Regions from separate parts of the Mus musculus genome. Here region 1 is linked to region 2. Evidence: chromatin contacts called from public ChIA-PET data. All regions are on one chromosome and are shown on one strand. Each heading gives the region's core, a stretch centred on a gene start, on an enhancer-like site or on the middle of the called end of the contact. The rest is flanking DNA. Distances are from core to core; before and after follow the strand shown.

The links. ChIA-PET counts read pairs in DNA pulled down with a chosen protein or histone mark.
Region 1: a contact with region 2 is called in an RNA polymerase II ChIA-PET map of memory CD8 T cells, with 5 read pairs. The contact joins two enhancer-like sites. A contact is called at or near these places in 2 of 115 datasets of contacts at active chromatin or transcription factors (CD8 T cells and memory CD8 T cells) and 1 of 9 other capture datasets (liver).

What each region holds. Positions count from the first base shown.
Region 1 is chr10:30,717,724-30,720,551 of GRCm38.p6, forward strand. The region is part of intron 3 of Ncoa7 (nuclear receptor coactivator 7); the gene reads right to left. Among named protein-coding and RNA genes, the nearest start is that of Ncoa7, 84 kb to the right of the region's middle. Within about 2 kb of position 1,413, at least 27 of the 459 cell types and tissues checked have an H3K27ac peak or open chromatin away from gene starts, as enhancers often do. A contact at or near this core is called in memory CD8 T cells, where this site is marked.
Region 2 is chr10:30,537,351-30,540,050 of GRCm38.p6, forward strand. The region is part of intron 12 of Trmt11 (tRNA methyltransferase 11); the gene reads right to left. Among named protein-coding and RNA genes, the nearest start is that of Gm22623, 45 kb to the left of the region's middle. Within about 2 kb of position 1,276, at least 31 of the 459 cell types and tissues checked have an H3K27ac peak or open chromatin away from gene starts, as enhancers often do. A contact at or near this core is called in memory CD8 T cells, where this site is marked.

The DNA of each region.
Region 1 (2,828 bases), core at 163-2,662, 180 kb after region 2:
AAATGTTCTTAGCCTCTAAGTCATCTCTCCATCCCCTACAAAACTTCTTAAGAGTTTATACCATATAAACAGAGTAAGTGAAAGCAGTCCTACATATTAGCAAATATTAATGCAAGCACAGAAAGGTTGAATTCACTTGTTCTAGAAACATTCTGATATTTACCTACTTGGTGCTGTGCTAGGTACTAGATCTCAAATTATATGATACAAACTGTCTTAATATGATTACTTCCTTTCCTAATCTCTTCTCAAAAACAGAACAGAACATTTACAGAATCAGGACCATGTTGTTATAATGAGGCAATTCTAGTGACTCAGTCTCTCCATAATATTCTTTTGCATGTTATCACTGTATAAGGAGATAGCAATGACGTATTGCTCAAGGCTGCAAGGAGTCACAGATAAATCTATTTGAAAAAATAAAAACATTTTGTCAAAATATCCTTCTTTAGTTCTGGGAAATTACATTGTATATGCAGAATGGGCAACAATTGGAAGTAACTGCTTTCAACAAACTCTGTACTTGCATAATAAATATTCTTTTTACAAGGCCTTTGCTTTTGCTTTGTCATGCTATTAAGTTCTGCTTTTCCCTGTATGCTAATATTTGAAATAGTTCTTTAATGCATAAAATTCAACAAATAAAGGAAACAATCCTGCAGGGCATCATGGCACAAGGAGGCAGAGGAAGGTGAGTGTGAGGCCAGCTTGCTCTACATATTGTATCCCAGTATAGCCAGAGCTACAGAGTGAGACCCTGTCTTAAGATTAAAACAGACAGGCAGGCAGGCAGGCAGATAGACAGACAGACAGACAGACAGGTAGGCAGACTGCTTTATACTTTCTGTACCCAGATAGGTCAACTCTCACCTATACCTTTTTCCATTATGCACTGCTAAGTTCATGTTCTCTCTTAGCACCACTAGCTCATTTTGACCTCTGTTCCTGGGATCGCATCTTTTACATATAGATTTCACCTCACATCTGTAAAAAAGCAATAAACAGGCATCTCTAGGCCCCTTGAGAAAAATGACTTAGACTTTCAAAATCTCATCTCTAAACACAAAATCCTTCCTCATTCCTGAGTTCAAATTTGTCATGTACTGACTGCTCTTTTTCTTCCTCATGCACGATACTAATTAGCATATACTGTTCTACCTGTGAGCAGAATCTCTCCTCAGCACTTCATTTCCCTAAGGGCTTGTCTCTGATCAGTACAGCCTGCCTTCATCAATTCAGATTCGTCTGGGAAATAATGGCACTTCCCCCAACTTTCTTTGAGTTTTACCAGGCAAATCTAAATCCTTAGCAGACAAGATCCACCCACTGTCAAGTCCCCTCACTATCTGGCCACTTAGGAGCAACACCGAAAGAGGCAGTGTTCTCTAACAGGAATGACTCTTAGCTCAAGGTCTGATGCTCCCCCTAGTGGTATAGAACTACATCCTGGGATGGGACTCTGAAAGGCAACAGACTCTACGAGGCTAATCAAATCTGAGTGGGCTGAGTGGGCATTTGTCAACTATGGAACTATGGTCAAATGTGGTTAGAGCAAATGAAGCCCCACCCAGAGGTTTGATCCCAGCACTGGAGTCTCCTGATGAAATTCCCCAAATATCCAAACCAATGGCCATTACTGTCATTCTTGAGGGTTGATATAATGGCATCTCTTACTATTAACAAGGAAAACCACACAGCAATTTCAACTAAATGACTTCACTGTTTACCAATATCCTGTAGACTTATCCGGAAATGGAGCCAAATATTACAAGAGTATTCATTCATCTATATGTTTGATCTTCTACAGAATGCACATTTAAAACACATCTGTCAGGATAGGGAGGTAACTGAGTGAAGTGCTAAAAGACCTGAGTGCCAATCTCTATTATGTAAACTAAGAAAATGTCTGGCCTGGAGGTTGAGGCACATGCCTTTAATCCCAGCACTTAGGAGTCAAAGGCAAATGGATCTCTGAATTTGAGGCCAGCCTGATCTACAGAGTGAGTTTCTCAAAATCTACCCACTCCTCCACACATACATATACAAATCTGGAAGAATGGCCCATTTTTATAATCTCAGCACCAGGAGGCAGAGCTAGGTAGAACTTTGAGGCTTAGAGGCTAGCCTACCAGATGAGTTATAGGTCCGTGAGAGACCCTGTACAAAATACAAGGTAGATGGTGATGAATAGCACCCAAGATTGGTCTCCACTCACACAAATGAACACAGATATGTCCATCATATATGCAGACACACACACAAAGAGCACCTGTCAAGGTGGAGACACTATAGGGTCTAAATCATCTGCAACCAGAGAATGGTTACACTGCACTGAGATGGGACAATGCTTGTCAAGGTCATCCTGCACTGCACTGAAGTGGGCCAGTGCTTGTCAAGGTCATCCTGCACTGCACTGAGATGGGACAGTGCTTGTGAAGGTCATCCTGCACTGCACTGATCATCCATGAAAATGGTTGAGAACTGGCTTGGCCTGGACAGAGACAGGAAGGAAGTGTCAGAACAGAAGGTAACTGAACGTATTTTGTGAGGTAAGAGTGAGTAAGCAGGATAAAGACAGGGATGCCATTTTAAACTCAACAACACACTTTCAACAGATTCCCCTGCAGTAGAAACAAACAAAGCAAGAAGTCAATCAAAATAGGACTCAATACAACTTTCTTAATTCTCTTCTTCTCAGAAGTCGTGGAGTATACTGATGTTTTAGATTTTAATTGTAAGCTTATTAATTACTTGAGAGCCTCATTCACTAGGGTGGAATGCACAGTGTTTACAAACACATTGTATTGATGACTTGACATTAATGGCCC
Region 2 (2,700 bases), core at 26-2,525:
CAGAACCACAATTCTGTACATTTCTAATGAACAGAAATACTGCATGCATATGAAGTAGAAAGTCACAGCTGGGAAACCACAGAAGTGAAAGCTGTGGAGATGAAGAGTAAGGCCACAATGCCCACTTTAGGAGTAGTAGCGCTGTTGGTAAAAGCGGGTGTCAAAGAGAAATGAACAACTGCCTTCCCTTGGAAGTTTGCAGCTCTCTTTCGTATCAACTCCTCCTTAAGTAAACCTTGCATCTGACAACACTATTGCTTCCTGTCATTTCTCAGCCAGTAACTAAGCTCGGGAGGAAAACACAGAAACCATCAGAAACCAATAGCTCTCACACCTCTCTCCTTTCAAAGACAATCAGCAATTGTAAATGTTACAGGAAAGAGACGGGTTCATTTATAAAAGCACTACTATATTTGTTACCAACTGGGTCTTGTCTATGGTAATTATTTAATTTTTCTGCATTCTTTTCATCTGTGTTTTGGAGATAGGGAAACAGAGATTGAAAGAGCTTGAACGATCTGCCATAAGGCATACAGCTGGGAAGCAGCACTGTGGGGTTGCTGCCCAAGTCACACATCAAAGGCTCAATGCTTTTCTCATTATTCTTCTGTCCTTTTAAAAAACGAGACGTTATGTGAACACATATAGATGACTCAGTCAATTTCCCACATGGTAGATTAGTGGGTCCTTCAAAATGGAGCCTGACATTTAAAGGACATTCTTCGTGGAACAGCAATGTTATGGTAGCACACACTTTAGATCTCAGCTTTTAGACAGAGCCTCGTAACCACTGTCCTATCAGTATTGCTAATTGTACACATACGCCATCTAGGAACTCTAACACACTTGCCAAAGGAGCCTCACAAGCCAGTGGTTCACTTTCATGCACACACTACCCTCTGCTGGCTAATGCAGATAGTTCTTCTTCATGGGATTTCCTGATGTAGATGAAAACTGTTTCTAGCTGTGAAGACTGTACACCCGACTATCAGGAGCACCCTGCTTCATTTGCTGAAAGTCTTAACTGTTCAGAACACCTTCCATCATACAGCCCTCCTATGGCCAGGATGATCACACTAGACAGTATTATCATGGATGCACACCGTTTCATCCACAGAGAATGATGCAGAGCTAGGAAGACGTACATACTTCAAAGATTCTGAAGTGGTGCCACTCATCTGGGTGAAAAACAAGTCCTTCTGTAGAAGGAGAAAGGAAAAGCACACAAAGTTGCCCACAGTCACGTGAGCTGTGTGTGCTGCTCTGCTTCCTGCACAGCTGAGGCAGTGTCACGATTTACAGCCTAGACGGCCTTTAGACGCTCCACCTTCCTGCCTCTGCCACTGCACGCAGGGGTTACAGCTTCATCACACCTAGGTGACTGTAAATTTTGTATAACTTAGTTCTAAATTAAAAAGGCAGCATTAAAAAAGAACTTCAAGGACATTAAAAAGAAAGTGTTTCAGGTACTTATAACTTTGTACTGGAATGTAAAGGGAAATAAATTGTCAAGAAAAGGAACTACAAATCATGCAGCACCACAGGAAACGCCATTCTAAGGAGAGCTAAGGACACTCTGGATTACAGAAAGAACGCATCTTTAATAGTGCATCTCAATCAAGATGGTACACTGTTTAGACTGGAAAGGAAGCGAAGATCCTTCGCTGAAAACACTTAGGTAACCTTGCCCTAATTCTGGTCTTCCTGTGCAAGTCTGCCACTCTTGTCCTTCACCTCCTCCTTAAATAAAGTAAAAGTGGTACGTTCTCCACTTCAGCTGCTTCTGGTTTGTTTTACACGGGAAATAAAGCCTACTTGATATTATAGGACTAAAATAGTCTGTTCCAGGGACTTCAAGAGGAAACTAATGGTAAAATTTGGTTTATTTCCAACAGGAAATTTCTAGCTGTCCCCAATTACCTTTTCCTTCTCCTCCTTAACATGTTTAAATATTGTTCATTATGATTTTTATTGCAAATGAGGGGCCCCAAATAATCATTAAACAGTTCTATAAATACTAAACAGTTCCATATACACTGGACAGTCCCATATACACTAGACACTTCCACATATACTAAACAAACAGTCCCACATTAACAGTTCCACATATACTAAACCGTTCCATATACACTTGCATATATTGAGGAAAGGCCTGGAGGTCTGTGAGTTCACAGATCCTGGTGGGAGACATCAATGACACACTTCCAAGCACACTGGTGTTAAATGGTGGGATGAATTGGCAACCCGTGGGAATATAAAGGAAAGGACACTTATCCAAGAGCTGCAGAATAATGTAACCTTTATAAACATTCAAAGGCAGAACTCTATGTAAAGAAGCTGAATATGGAGAAAGCGAGTCCATTTTGGAACCTGAAAGGAGACTGAAAGTTAAGGCGCAGTGAACAGAAGACAAAGCGGCACCAACTACACCTAATGATAATACCAGGAACAGAGTCACCAAAACAATTTAAAAACTAGATTTTCATTATTCCCTTTCCGAAAAATGTTTTGGCCTGCTGTCCAGGAAATGAGATGGAAGGAGACTGTGCAGAAGCAGACAAGGCAGCTGGGAGACTCACAGTAATGAGGAAAGTGAGACCTTCTGGTGGATGGTTCTTAGGGGGATGTAGATATACACAGGAAAATCAGCTACTCAACTGTTCCAGTCTAGAGTTCTCGGAAGTCATCCTCGAGTCCAGC